Regions from separate parts of the Mus musculus genome. Here all the other regions are linked to region 1. A link is a contact called in public HiChIP or PLAC-seq and promoter capture Hi-C data. All regions are on one chromosome and are shown on one strand. The core of a region is the stretch at or near the end of the contact, and the rest is flanking DNA. Distances in the headings are between cores, read along the strand shown. Region 1 overlaps Sox13 (SRY (sex determining region Y)-box 13). Region 2 overlaps Zc3h11a (zinc finger CCCH type containing 11A). Region 3 has its middle 61 kb from the start of Snrpe.

What was found. HiChIP or PLAC-seq counts read pairs in DNA pulled down with a chosen protein or histone mark. Capture Hi-C pulls out chosen DNA fragments and counts their contacts.
Region 2: a promoter capture Hi-C map of adipose tissue shows a contact between it and region 1. The contact joins two enhancer-like sites. A contact is called at or near these places in 1 of 484 Hi-C or Micro-C datasets (bone marrow-derived macrophages), 8 of 115 datasets of contacts at active chromatin or transcription factors (the HPC-7 cell line, double positive thymocytes, embryonic basal ganglia and 5 more) and 3 of 9 other capture datasets (adipose tissue, liver and pancreatic islet).
Region 3: an H3K27ac HiChIP or PLAC-seq map of the HPC-7 cell line shows a contact between it and region 1, with 8 times the contacts expected there. The contact joins two enhancer-like sites. A contact is called at or near these places in 3 of 15 datasets of contacts at CTCF or cohesin (embryonic stem cells, pro-B cells and stem cell-derived epiblast-like cells), 6 of 484 Hi-C or Micro-C datasets (all in embryonic stem cells), 12 of 115 datasets of contacts at active chromatin or transcription factors (the HPC-7 cell line, T-cell acute lymphoblastic leukemia, craniofacial prominence and 6 more) and 4 of 9 other capture datasets (adipose tissue, embryonic stem cells, liver and 1 more).

The regions. Positions count from the first base shown.
Region 1 is chr1:133,383,143-133,387,718 of GRCm38.p6, reverse strand. Sox13 (SRY (sex determining region Y)-box 13) reads left to right here. Exons shown (of 14, transcript NM_011439.2): 8 at 553-635; 9 at 791-953; 10 at 1,425-1,534; 11 at 1,629-1,725; 12 at 2,110-2,253; 13 at 3,046-3,262; 14 at 3,795-4,576. The coding sequence ends at 4,068. Among named protein-coding and RNA genes, the nearest start is that of Etnk2, 22 kb to the right of the region's middle. Within about 2 kb of position 2,013, at least 63 of the 459 cell types and tissues checked have an H3K27ac peak or open chromatin away from gene starts, as enhancers often do. A contact at or near this core is called in the HPC-7 cell line, T-cell acute lymphoblastic leukemia and adipose tissue, where this site is marked.
Region 2 is chr1:133,629,994-133,634,569 of GRCm38.p6, reverse strand. Zc3h11a (zinc finger CCCH type containing 11A) reads left to right here. Exons shown (of 18, transcript NM_001276767.1): 12 at 710-808. Among named protein-coding and RNA genes, the nearest start is that of Snrpe, 22 kb to the right of the region's middle. Within about 2 kb of position 2,794, at least 6 of the 459 cell types and tissues checked have an H3K27ac peak or open chromatin away from gene starts, as enhancers often do. A contact at or near this core is called in adipose tissue, where this site is marked.
Region 3 is chr1:133,547,400-133,551,975 of GRCm38.p6, reverse strand. No RefSeq gene overlaps it. Among named protein-coding and RNA genes, the nearest start is that of Snrpe, 61 kb to the left of the region's middle. Within about 2 kb of position 1,930, at least 30 of the 459 cell types and tissues checked have an H3K27ac peak or open chromatin away from gene starts, as enhancers often do. A contact at or near this core is called in the HPC-7 cell line and T-cell acute lymphoblastic leukemia, where this site is marked.

The sequences.
Region 1 (4,576 bases), core at 764-3,263:
GATTCTAAGCCCAGTGAGGTAAAGTAGATAGGAGGGAGAGAACTGTCTAGGCCAAGGGATGGGTTATGGAGTCTAGACCTGGGTTCAAATCCTGCCGCCGCCGCCATTTAATTTGTTTGTGGACAGCCCGCTGAATTTACAAGGTCTGTTTCCTTACCTGTTAGGTTGTATAGAGAGCCCTGACTAATACACCTGTAAGATGAGGCTGTTGCTTTGAGTAACCCTTACGTACCATACATTTTATCTTAGAGGGGAAGCACACGCAGTAGCTTTGCCCCCTACACACAGCAGGGACAAGACCCGAGGGTGCCGTCCCTTGTGTGTGCATGGGGAGCTCTTTAGAGTGGGTTGGAAAGGGCAGGCAAGGCCATCAGCCTGCAGGGGCCATATGGGAAGAGGGATAGATGGTTCCCTGCACTACCTTAGCCTGACAACAACAGGAAAGGTTGGACCAGCTCTACACTCTGCCCTGTGGTCCTGGGGCCTGTCACTTGGTGCCTGCTATTCTGGGCTCACCTGGGACTTTGTCCCTTGCCGCTTTTCTTTCCCCAGTGGAATACCCACTGCAGCTGCTGCACAGCCCGCCTGCCCCTGTGGTGAAGAGGTCGGGGGTGGCCGCCCACCACCCCCTGCAGGTACTCCTTTGCCTACCTTTGCTGCCTGGGAGCCCCTCCCTTGCGGAGCCAATGTCCCTCTTTGCTCTTGGCTCACTCGCCTTGAGTCCTGTCTGTCCTGTGATGGGGTGGTCCTCCTTGGGTGTTTCTCATTCTCTGTCTTTTTGGGTCGGCAGGAGCCCCCACAACCACTGAACCTCACAGCCAAGCCCAAGGTACCTGAGCTGCCCAACACCTCCAGCTCTCCCAGCCTGAAGATGAACAGTTGTGGGCCTCGCCCCGCCAGCCATGGGGCTCCCACAAGGGACCTGCAATCCAGCCCCCCCAGCCTGCCTCTGGGTAAGCCTTTTCATCTGCTCTCACCTTAGACGACAGTGAGTCGTCTCACCTTAGACAGTTGAGCCAGACGCCACCTTGGGCACGGTCCTTCCCTTTCTCCGTTCTAGTTTGGGGTTTTTAAACAGTTCTAAGGTACTCCCATCACCGAGCTCCACCCCAGCCTCTGCTTTCTTAAAGCCGGGGATGAGGCTTGCTCTGAGGACGCCTCCTTCCATGGCGCCTTTGTTCTCCAGGATCAGATTAGACAGCATGGGGTCAGGCCACTGAGCTGCGCATCTGAGAGAGTTGCCTCATTCCCGACCCTTGGCACCCTGCAGCAGGCAGTCCTCAGGGAGGTGTGGGGATGGGCAGGGAGTGTACTGCCACAAGGAGACCCTTAGGTGTGACGTGGCAGGAAGCATAAATATGTGGGCTGCTCCTGGGACAAAGCCCTCGGGTCCCTGCCCTTCACTTTGTTCCCTCTCCAAACAGGCTTCCTCGGTGAAGGGGACGCCGTCACCAAAGCCATCCAGGATGCCCGGCAGCTGCTGCACAGCCACAGTGGGGCTTTGGAAAACTCCCCCAATACCCCATTCCGGAAGGTATGGGCCAATCTTCCTCTGCCCAGAGGACAGGAAGATGAAGACAGGATGACAGAGGAAGTACTCATGCCCACATTGTCTCTGTCACCTGCAGGACCTCATCAGCCTGGACTCCTCCCCGGCCAAGGAGCGGCTGGAGGAGAGCTGTGTGCATCCCCTGGAGGAAGCCATGCTGAGCTGTGACATGGATGGTGAGAGCTCTGGCGCTGGGCGCCACTTAACTCCACTAGGGCTGTGTCCGTCCCTGATTCCTTCCTCCCTCCTTTCTTGGGTCCTTCCTGGCATGTGTCTCCATTGTTCCCTGGTGTCTCTATCCGTGGGTCGTCTTCTGGTATCTTGTAACAACTCTGTGGAGCCCTGCTTCTCTGGATCTTTGCTGTGCCTGTTCTCTGGCCGTGGTGGGCCTCTGCTTACCGCTGGCCTTCGCTTCCCTCCTCATCCTCTACTTCCTGCCTTGCTAGGCCTGAGCTGACTTCTCTATGAGCCTCATCAGTGCCTCCTGGTGGCCATGCAAGGGATATCTCTGCCAGCCCCAAAGCTGTTGCCTGCCTGACTCTTACCTACCCATCCTCCAGGCTCCCGTCATTTTTCCGAGTCTCGGAACAGCAGCCACATCAAGAGACCCATGAATGCCTTCATGGTGTGGGCCAAGGATGAACGGAGGAAAATTCTCCAGGCCTTCCCAGACATGCATAACTCCAGCATCAGCAAGATCCTTGGTAAGGGCCAGGGCGTGGGTCCTCTGCAGCTCAGGGTGTTGAGCCCAGGGGACATAGCTCAGTAGGACTGGGTCTGTTTGGAGTTTTCATGCCTTATTGAATCCTGGTAGAATCTTACCAGGTGTAGCAGTTGAGATGTTCTTGGCAGCTGGATCCTAGGACCTTGTACCAGCGCAGGGCTCTTTTGGTTGTCCCTCCCCTTGGGATTTTGTGTATTCTTTACCACCTCCAAACACCCGGTGCCTCTTATGGCCTGTGCTTTGGCAGAAAATAGAGACTAGCATTGTGGACCATTGGTATAGAGACTTTGTGTCAGAGGCTGAGGAGCGGGCAGGGCCGACAAGTCTGAATAAGGGTGGTGTTTTCATGGCTGAGTCCCCTCCAGTAACTGCGCGGGTTTCTTGTCTGGAACACCAGGGTTGTTTTCGGCTTTCCCATGTCTACCCTGGCCCATGCTCTACCACTGAGCTACACCCCAGATTCACATCGGATACTTGATGGCTTGGAGTGGCTGCTCTTTCGTGAATGCCTTTGGGGCGGAGACCTCTCAGGGGTGCCGAGTTGTTTGACATGAGAATGGTACAGACTCCCCGTCATTGCCAGCCTCATCTCTTCCTGGCCCAGCATCCAGGGAGCATCCACACTTGGCCAGGCCCTTGATGAGTGCTTATGCCTTATCATTTTTGATCCCAATTGAAGACCAGGGTCCAATCAGGACTTCTAGCTAGGGCTTGGAACCTGGTGGGGTACCACGAGAGTCTGGCCCTTAGTTTTTGCCTGGTATTGGATCAGGTTCTCGCTGGAAGTCCATGACCAACCAGGAGAAACAGCCGTACTACGAGGAGCAGGCCCGTCTGAGCCGGCAGCACCTGGAGAAATACCCTGACTATAAGTACAAGCCAAGGCCTAAGCGTACCTGTGTCGTGGAGGGCCGGCGGCTGCGAGTGGGCGAGTACAAGGCCTTGATGAGGACACGGCGCCAGGGTGCTCGCCAAAGCTACACCATCCCGTGAGCAGGCCCTCCCTGGTGGCCAGAGGCGGCTTGTGGCTGCTGTGAGAGACTGGGGTTGTGTGTGTGTCTGGTCTTTGTGTGAGGCAGGCAGAGCAGCCAGCAAGGATCTGGGAGCAGAGTTGTGTGCCATCTGCCTGTGTGTGACCCCTGATGGATAATGACTGTGTGCGAGACTGGTGACTGGGAGTTGGGTATAAGACCTAAACTGGGGCACCTGCAGCCTGACAAACGCAGGGCAAATTGAGAACACCACAGGTATTCATCCCGTAGGAAGGCCCCTTATTTGACCATGACAGGCACTAGGGTAGAGTTCTGTGGTCAATGACACTAAAACAAAATAATATTCACGTGCCACCGTCCAACATACCCTCGACTCTGAGCTTTCGAGCTATAGCTGGCAGTGAATTTGGCCATCAGGAAGCACACGCAAGGGCCAGAGTATGCCGGTTACCCAGCCTGCAGGGAGGGCTGGAAGGGCTGGGAGGGCACATGGGTACATCTGTAATTGCGAATTTTCTCTGCCTCTCAGCCCGCAGGCTGGCCAGGCACAGGTGAGCTCAGATATCCTGTTCCCTCGGGCAGCGGGCTTGCCCCTGGCACGTCCACTGGTGGAGCACTATGACCCCCAGGGCCTGGACCCCAACATGCCTGTCATCATCAATACCTGCAGTCTCCGGGAGGAAGGGGAGGGCACAGATGACAGGCACTCGGTGGCCGATGGAGAGATGTACCGGTACAGCGAGGACGAGGACTCAGAGGGTGACGAGAAGAGTGATGAGGAGCTGGTGGTACTCACAGACTGATCCCCAGCTCGCTGGGCCCGGCCCGTCACCGCTGGGGGAAAGACCTTGTTCCCATCCGGACAGGCACAGCCAGCCTTCCTGAACTATCTTGGTACTTGGACTTGGGTGTGGCCAGGTGATGGGTGAAACTGCACTTGTAGATACATTCCCAAGATGGGGGTCCTCCTCTTCATCACACCTCTGGGCCCATCGGAGGAGCCAATGGCCTGGCTGGGTGGGAGTCATGTGGCCGTGGTGGACAAAGCTTGCTGAGGGTTTTAGCCCTTGGGGACAATGGCCAGGGACCACTGGATGTACTTCCTCCTGTCTGCCCACCCACTCAAGGGGATGACAGGGACACACCTGCCCCCCTGAGGTCACATGCTTTGTTTCCATTTCTTCTTGGTCCAGACCAGCCATTGTGGGACAACACACCTGCCCTACAAGCTCCCAGGTCACCCCTCTGCCACCTGGGTTACTTTGAACTCTGCAGTCTGGCTGTGCTGTCTTTTGTCTTCCAAGTCCATGT
Region 2 (4,576 bases), core at 1,545-4,044, 250 kb before region 1:
ACCATGGAGGGGTGCTGCTTACTGTCTTGCTCCTCATGACTAGGTCAGCCTGCTTATAGGACCCAGGGCTATCAGCCCAGGGATGGCACTACCCGCAGTGGACTGGGCCCTTCCTCATCAATTAGAATTTAAGAAAATTCCCTTCAGCTTGATTTATGGAGGCATTTTCTCATATGTGGTTCCTTTCTTTCGGATAATTCTAGCTTGTGTCAAGTTGACTTAACACCATCCACACAGTCAAAAGGACATTGCTGTCTTTGAGCTTTAGCTTCATCCCAGGCTTATGAGTCAGTGTGTAAGTTTAGTAATTGTTTTTTTTTTTTTTTTTTTCAAAATTCATTCATGGTCTTGTTTTGTTTTGTATACTAATTTTTTTCTTTCTGGGACATTTTGGTTTTAACATTAAGTTCTAGGAAGCAGGTGGGCAAACATCATTTAAATGTAGAAAACTTTCAGTGGTTTTTTTTTTTTGTTGTTGTTGTTCATTTGTTTTTTTGTTTTTGTTTTTGGAGACAGGGTTTTTCTGCATAGACTTGGCTGTCCAGAGACCAGATCTCAGAACTCAGAGATCTGTCTGCCTCTGGCCCACAAGTGCTGGGGTTAAAGGCATGCACCACTGCGGCCTATCCGAGAATATTTTAAATTGTCTATTTTTGTTTTTTACTTTGTTGAAGATCAAATCTTAAAATGAGTTTCTCCCTATTTGTAGGTGGTGATAGTGACCCTCCATTAAAGCGAAGCCTTGCACAGAGGCTGGGAAAAAAAGTGGAATCGCCAGAAACTAACATTGATAAAGCACCAAAGAAAGGTAAGGCCTTTGCTTCTTACAGACATGGCCTGCCTGTTTGTAGTCATAACAGGTATGGTCCCCGTTTTTCGCTCAGGTGAACGTTTACTCTACTTGATTCTAAATTGCTAACATTTAATAAAACTAACAGTTATCAACAACCACTGGAGTTCATAGGTTCCCGCATGATACTGGGAAAATGCATGGTCTCATGGGAGCACTCTAAATCAGGAATTGGCTAGCTGAAGTTAGAAGTCCAGTGTTTGCTAGTTTTAAGTCAACTTGACACGATCTAGAGTTGTTTTGAAAAGGCTCAATTGAGACAGATATCATCCCCACCAAATTGGCCCATGGGCGAGAAAGTGGTACTTTTTTTTAATTGATGATTTAGTTGGGAAGGCCCAGACCATTGTGAGTGGTGCCACCCCAGAGCTGGTGGTGATACCTGATAGTGTAAGAGAGCAGGTCGAACATGCCATGGGGGTCAAGCCAGGAAATGGCACTCCTCCTGGGTCTCTGCATCAGCTCCTGCCTCCAGGTTCCTGTCCCCACTTCCCTCAGCAGTGGAGGGACCTGAGAGTTGTAAACTGGAATAAACCCTTCCCTCCCCAAGTTGTTGATGGTCATAGTGTTTGATCACACGAGTAGAAACTAACTAAAACAACCAGGGTTTGTATTAAAGAAGACTTCTGCAGAGTCAGAGAGCCAAGGAAGCATATCACACTCCAGGATCAGAGGGCGGCTAAAGCATGGAATTGGGAAAGGACTAATCTGTTATATAAGAGTTAGAAGAGCTTGAGCTTATTCTAGTTCAGTGACAAACTAAATGTTATTTTACAGTTACCGCAAGCTGGTAAGTTGGCTCAGCTGGTAAAAGCACTTGCCACAGTCTGGTGAATGACCCGTGTTTAATCCATACAGTGACAGTGGGGGAGAGAACTGACGCCAAAGGTGTCCTCTGACTCACACAGGCCTTAGTGAGGCACATGTGCCTGTACACACACACACACACACACACACGTAACTAAATTAAATGTCAGAAAGGCCTGGGTATAGTGCCACATGCCCTTAAATCCTAGCACTCACACAGAGGCAAGTGACTTTCTGTGAGTTGGAAGCCAGCTTAGTCTACATAGTGAGTTCCAGGACTGTCAGGGCTATGTAGAGAGACCCTGTCTCAAGTAAACAAAAAACAAACCAAAGAATTCTAAGGGAAAAAATTTTTAAAAAGGGATCAAATGGTCTGATTTGCACTTGTATTTGCTTGTATTATTGAGAAACAGTAGAAGGGAAAGTGCTAGCTGGAATATGACCTATAAAATAACCCAAATAGGGCTGCAGAGATTTCTCAGTGGTTGAGAACACCCACTTCAGACAGCACAAAGCTACTGTAACTTTAGCTTCCAGGGATCTGATGCCCTCTTCTGGCCTCTGCAGGCACATGTACATACATGATATAGACATAGAAATAAATAAAAATAAACCTTGAAAAGATGTAAGATAGTTCAAGTAAATGGACATAGTGGTATAGATGAGTGTTTAAATTGGGGTATTTAAGGTTTTACAGTGCTGTCTAAAGGCGAGACGTCCTAGGCAGATCTTTCCCCCACTTTATGACTTAGGTGAACTGTTAATGCCCGAGAGAGAAGCAGATGGAGGTTTTTGGTTTTGTTTTCTTGTGTGTAGATGTTGAGGTTCAGGAACTGCCGCAAACCATAGAATCACTGATCTCAGTTAAGCAAGAATAGTTTATTGAATGTATATCCTAATACTGATCGATCAGGACCACGAAAGGAGTTGTACTAATCTGTCCTCCAAGTAGACTTTTTATATGAAAAGCCAGGTTCAAAGTTTTAAAGACAAGCAGTGAAGTAGTACAATATTTTAGGCTAACTAGACAGTGTATTATCAGCCAACTTTTAAGCAGATTGGTCTTAAGTGAGGTAAGAGGGGTGGGGGATGGGTGGTGAACAGGGGAATTTAAGACCGTTGAGAAAGTAGAGCATAAGTAATTCAGCTAGAACTTTCGGCTTGTTAGCAGCTTTCCTCAGGGTCAGCTGTGGATGATCACTTCTGGGAAGTGGAGTCTGGAGAACCTGAACTTCATTTCACCATTTGAGTAAAAGGAGCTTGAATACAGAATGGCTCCGTTATGTTAAAAAGAGCAGGCCTCCACATGCCCCCCTTGAGCTTATTCCTTAGAGTCAAATCATTGACTCTTAATTTTTTTCTAAGACCAGTGGGGACCAACTTTTATATCAGTCTTTGTTGGCATTTTGTTATTCTGACAGGTCTTGATCAGTTTGTTGACTTGAGTATTTGAAATTTTGATCTCCCTTAATAAGTGCTGCTACTCCCGTGCTGGCAGACCCTGTTGTGCCCATGTCTGTTAGGAGGGGCACTGTTGGAGCTGCCCTGGCCGTCCGGGATCAGTGTAGATGTCCCGGGTGTTCCCACACTCAGCTCTCTCTCTAGAATTATAGTTTACCTCAGGCAAGGGAACAGGTAAGCGAAGGTTTCAGTGAGGATAAAGGGACTGATAACAGAGAGGCAAAAGCAAGCCAGGTGTCCTTTGAAGGTACTAAATAATATGAGGAAATTTTGCAGTTAACACCTGTAGATGAATTGTTACATTACAGTGTTGAAGGTACTGAGACTCTGATATCTTATTCGAGCCTGCCTATATACAGATGGCTTGTCTTTCAATCTCTCTCAGAGTCAAGGTGGGCTTATGCCCCCAAGGGCATAGTTGGTCTATTTGTGTACCCATTTTCCCCATAGTTAGGTTTTAGATAAGGGGGGAGGAAGAACTCTTGGGGTAGGGGGAGAGATGACCAGGTTTGGGGAGAGGCCTGTCAGCCATGTGGCAGAAACAGATTGCTGAATGGTTAGCTCTTCCTTTGAAGTTGTGTTTTCTAACACTTTGTTGGGAGCAGTGATGTCTAAGACCCTGATATTGATTGTCTGGAACCTCCGGATGGTGACCATCATTCCAGGGTTCTTACCAGATGTGTAAAGGCGGGGTCCCCAAATCTTCTCAGCATCGCATACATCCTCCCAGGCCTCAACAGTAGAGCTTCTAGAAAAGTAAACTTTTCTACTTCTAGCTCATGAAACTTTGGTTAAGTAAATGTTTCCAGTTGGTGGCTTGTGTGCTCCAGGCAAGCAGAAGTTCTTTGTCCGGTTTCCATCGTGTGTCAGTTACACATCATAGCTCAGCAGTGTGCTGAGCACTTGCCTAGGACGTGTGAGGTCCTGAGGAAAATCTACAGAGCCTTTACCTAATACCCATGTCTCAATTAAATTGGCAGTGTGTGAAAGCAGTCCATGATGTCTGAAAGAGACATGCTGTCACCACTGCAGCCCAGGGGTGGCCAGGCTGATTGGCTAGTTAAGCAGCTGTCCTTTCCTCCTTCACCTCTCCATGTACATCCACATGAAGCCTCACACTGGGTTAAGAGCTGAGCTCCCCTAGTGCCGCCTCCAAGCAGAAAGGCTTAGAGCAGAGGTTTTGAAGTCAAAAGATTGAGAAGGAGCCTGCTCTTTAATGCTAGTTCTTAGAAGATTGAGACTGGGAGCTGAAGGCTAACCTGGTCTACATAGCAAGTTCCAGGCCAGCTAAGGCTACATAGTAAGACCTTGTCTCAAAGAACAAATAAAAAGATTGAGAAAATTGTACAATAGTAATAAGTTTCTGAATTCAGTAATCTTTGTACATGTAGTCATGCATGCGTGCATGCATGCGTGTGCACAGGCACAGCATTTGCGTGGTGGTCGGAGACAGCTGTG
Region 3 (4,576 bases), core at 681-3,180, 160 kb before region 1:
CCAGGAGAGGGCATCAGATCCCATTATAGATGGTTGTGAGCCACCATGTGGTTGCTGGGAATTGAACTCAGGACCTCTGGAAGAGCAGTCAGTGCTCTTAACCACTGAGCCATCTCTCCAGCCCCCTGTTAAATGTTTTATATTGTGATGTTGTTAATGTGTGATCTTGGGAATGAACAAGAAAGCACAGGTTGTGGCCTAACAGTGGTATGTTTGTGTGTCAAGTTGACAAGGGGGCAATTGTCTAGACTAGTTTTATGCCAGTTGACACAAGATGCAGTCATTTGAAAGGAGGGAAACTCAATTGAGAAAATGTTTCCATGAGCTTCAGCTATAGGGCATTTTCTTAGTTAGAGATCGATGAGAGAGGGCATAGCCCATGATTCTATCCCTGGGCTGGTGGTCCTGGGTGCTATAAGAAAGCAGGCTGAGCAACCCATGGAAAGCAAGCCAGTGTGCAGCCTCTCTCCATGGCCTCTGCATCAGCTCCTGCTTCCAGGATCCTGTCCTGCTTGAGTTCCTGTCCTGACTTCCTACAATAAGGAACTGTAATAAACTCTTTCCTCCCCAGGTTGCTATGATCATGGTATTTCATCACAGCAATAGAGGCCCTGACAAGGATGCCTACCCTCTTCTGATGCTACAATGCAGAAGGCACTCAGTAGATTGGCCCCATAGTTTTGGACTTCTTGAGAACCATGTTCCAAAGGGAACTATAAATTATAATAATAATTTTCCAAGTGAGTGGTATTCTGAACAGTTAAGATGAGCAAGGCAACTTTCACTAGTGACTCACAGCAGTCCCTCCATTGCTTATACTCAGGAAGAGACTTGTGGAGGGGGCTATGGACTATGAACATTTTTGACTATACTTTTATTTTCTCATGTACATAATTTGTTTATGATTTTGAAAATTATGTTACTTGCCTCATCATATAAGATCAGAGCTGGCTTCTGTCTTGTTTGGCATTACATGTAGGCACATGTATGAAGATCCAGCTAACAAAAAAAAGCCAAACACGGAACTATGACTGTGGGCCAGTGGTATAGCTGATGACAAAGTATGTTAGCATGTGCCAAGCTCTGCATTCCCGTGCCAGTACCGAACAATAGGAATTGTAGCAAAATAGGATTAAGATGCTTTTGTCAAAAGCAAATAAATTTCAGGACTAAAGATGTAATTCAGTGGGTGGACTGTTGCCTAGCATACACAAGGCCCTGGTTCAATCCCAGCACTGTATAAACCGGACGTGGTGGTTCACACTTGTAACCCCAGCACAGGACGTGGAGGCAGGAGGACTAAGACTTTAAGGTCATCCCAACTACACAGTCTGAGGCCAGACTGGACTACCTGAGACACTGTCTTTAAATAAATAAATAAAGTTTAACGTTTCTAATGAGGGAAAACTTGTTGGGGGGGGGAGAGTTTAGTGTGAAAATGGGGGAAAACTTGGCACGGGGGATGGGGGGAGAGTTTAGTGTCCAGGGGAGGTGTTTGGCTAGGAGATTTCCAAACAGGATTGTAGCACCCATTGCTACATTATGTAATGTTAATACATTACAGTTTATACAATCTGTAGCTTGTTGGAAAAGAACTTTTGATAAGGAAAACTCAAGGACTGATAGGCCCTTGGAGAAGGGAAAGAATATCAATTAAATGTGGTTCTTCTACTTTGGTAAATCGTAGCATCTCAGATCTGTGGGACGCAGGTGTGCTGGCGACCGGAGGTGGCTGCTGCTGCTGTGTGCTCCATACCTGGGCTCAGGCCTCCTTGAAGGTTAATTGTCACTGTCACCCATCCGCAGCTGGGAGGCCCCTCATAGATCTGGGAAAGCAGATATCATCAGCGTTGGTTTCTGTTGTGCATTTCGGTGAGTAGTCAGGACGGCAGGAAGCAAGCACGGGAGGCAGCTACAGGAAGGATGCCCAGCTGGGCAGGATGGGGCCCGCTCTGCCTACTCTGCGGCAGACTCTCTATCTCTTTCCTGAAGAGCAGGGAGCCCAAGATTGATACCAGTTCCTCGAACCACAAAACACACCAGAGCTGAACACATGGCCAGCCTTGCCTTCATAACCGTCTGCTTCATTCACAAGATATAGTAAGCTTGGGTAGAACTAGGAGCTCGCTGAAGATATGATATTGGGGCAGCTCTCTGTGTCAAAAAAGAACTGACGAGCCAAAATATAAGCATAGAAATATGCTTTGGTTCAAGGAACAACAAGAAGGGCTTTTTAGAGCTCTTCTCCCCTTTCCTCTTGTTCCACTAGTGCCTGCTTGCTCCCTCTGTGAGGATGTAAAGAGAAACCATTAGAAGATTACTGATACTGTCTAAATGTTGGCATAAAACAGGCTTTCTGATGTCTCCCAGTCAATCACGTAGCAAAGGCTTGCCCAGTGCAATGCTATTTGGAAGTGCTGTGGACTTTTAGGAGGTGGAGCCTTCCAGGAGACCTTTTGGTTACTGGGAGTCCACTCTGGAAGGAGATTGCAGGACTGTCTTTCTCTCTGTGTCCTGGTTCATGCCAAAAGCAGTTTGTCCCAAATATAGGATTTCCACCCCTTGCCCAGAGCAATGGAGCTGTTCAATCTTGAATTGAAATCTACAGAAGCATCAGTTAAAATAAGTCTCTTTATTTCATAAGTATCTGCAGCCAGGGTTTCCTTGTAGTGATGGAAGGCCAAGTAACACTGTTGCCAGCTTGTGCTACATAGTTTAAAGTGCGTGAGAACAGAAAGGGACCCCTGTCTCTTTATAATCCCAGTTTGAAAATGGTAGACAAAGAACTGTTTATCCTGCCTGGGCCAGGCATCTCCTTGGACAAATCAACTCAGATGGCAGTCATGTATGCAGGCAGCAGGAAAAAAAAAAGAACTATTCTGTGTCATGGTCCTGATCTGGCTGCCATGACCACCATCCCAAACAACAGTGAGTGAAACAGGTCGGGAGAATGGTCTGTTGTGTAAATTTCCAGACAGAAATCCTGTACAGAAGACAGACTGTTGTGGGGGTAAACCGGCAGGGGTCTGCTTTATGAGGCTAAGAACAAAGTTTTGAAACTTCTTTAGCAGTAATATATTGTCTCCAGTTTAAAATTAGGTACAAAAGTAACTATTAGCCAAATATGAGAAACTAAATAACAAATTCCCAGGAAGAGACCGGACACATTTGAGGGTTACTGCTGTAGACACTATTGTGGCATTTCGGATCCCTCTCCAGTCAATTTAACATACATGCTCCTTTTGAGTTCATTTTTGAAAATTATTAGTATTGTATATGAGATGGGGTACTGCAATGGTGCTCTTCTGAAGTTGGATCTCTCTGTGTTCCGTAGGTTCCAGGGATAGAAACCGGGCTTGAATGGCAAGCACCATTGCTGCTGAGCCATCTGGCAGCCTCAGACTTGGGTCTCAATGGCAATCTGTCCTCTGTGTGTAGAACTCGCCACAGCTGCAGCTATTGCAACACTGCCACGCACCCAGGCAAGTGAGGGGCTCTACAGCTCCTGCTCCATCAGCCAGTAGACATCAGTCCTGGGAACTGAACTCAGGTCCTCTGTAAGAGCAGTACACGTTCTTAACCACTGAGCCATCTCTCCCACCTCACGGGGGTGTCTCCAGGTCCCACGGGTGTGCCATCTTAATGAGCAGCTGAGCAACAGATCGTCCATCTCTTTTGGATTAAATAAGCATTAAGGCAAAGTTCTTAACCGTTGGGTCTTGACCCTTTGGGGTCCCATGTCAGATACTTACATTATGATTCATAACAATAGCAAATTTACAGTTGTAAAGTAGCAATGAAATAAATTTCTAGCTGGGACTCACCATGTGAGGAACTGTATTAGAGGCTTGCAGTGTTAGGAAGGCTGAGAAGCACCGCTCTAAGATGTGTAGTGAAGGGCAAAAGCTGAGAACAAGCAGAGTTGAGCCCCCAGCCTGCGTCTGACGAGGAGGAGGATTATGAATACGTGTTTAAACCTTAACTTTATTTTGTGTATTTTTAAATAAAATGAAATGTGAATATTTAAAGCACCCATAAAAGTACAAATAACACAGCCAATAACCAGCCCATCATATAGTATGTATAACAATCATACAATCATATAGTATGTATGTCTCTTTCCTCTGCCTTTGTCTACAAATCTCTGTAGACTCCAGGCTTTGTCTTAAATAATAGCTCTGGGCTAGCTGCTGGCTCAGAGGTCAAGGTCCCACCTTAGAAGTCTGACAGTCTGAGTTTGGTTCTCGGGACCCACAGGGTGAAAGTTGACCACACCCAGACCCTCATGATTGCATGGTAATCACTTGAACATTTGAGCCCGCTCCCTAGTCCAAATAAGTTGTCTTAAGAAGGCCTTGCATATCTGAGGACACTTTTCTGGTGTCCTACTTCAGGAAAACTCATTTGGTTAGGTATAAAACATGTTTTGTGCGAATAAGCTTAATGCTTGGCTTACTAGAAGACAGCTACATTCTCATAGATTCTTACATTTGATTTGTTACAGTGTCTCGGAAAACAGGAGGAGAGGCTGGCCTCCTGAGGATAGAGAAATGGGAAAGGAAACACTACTTTAGCT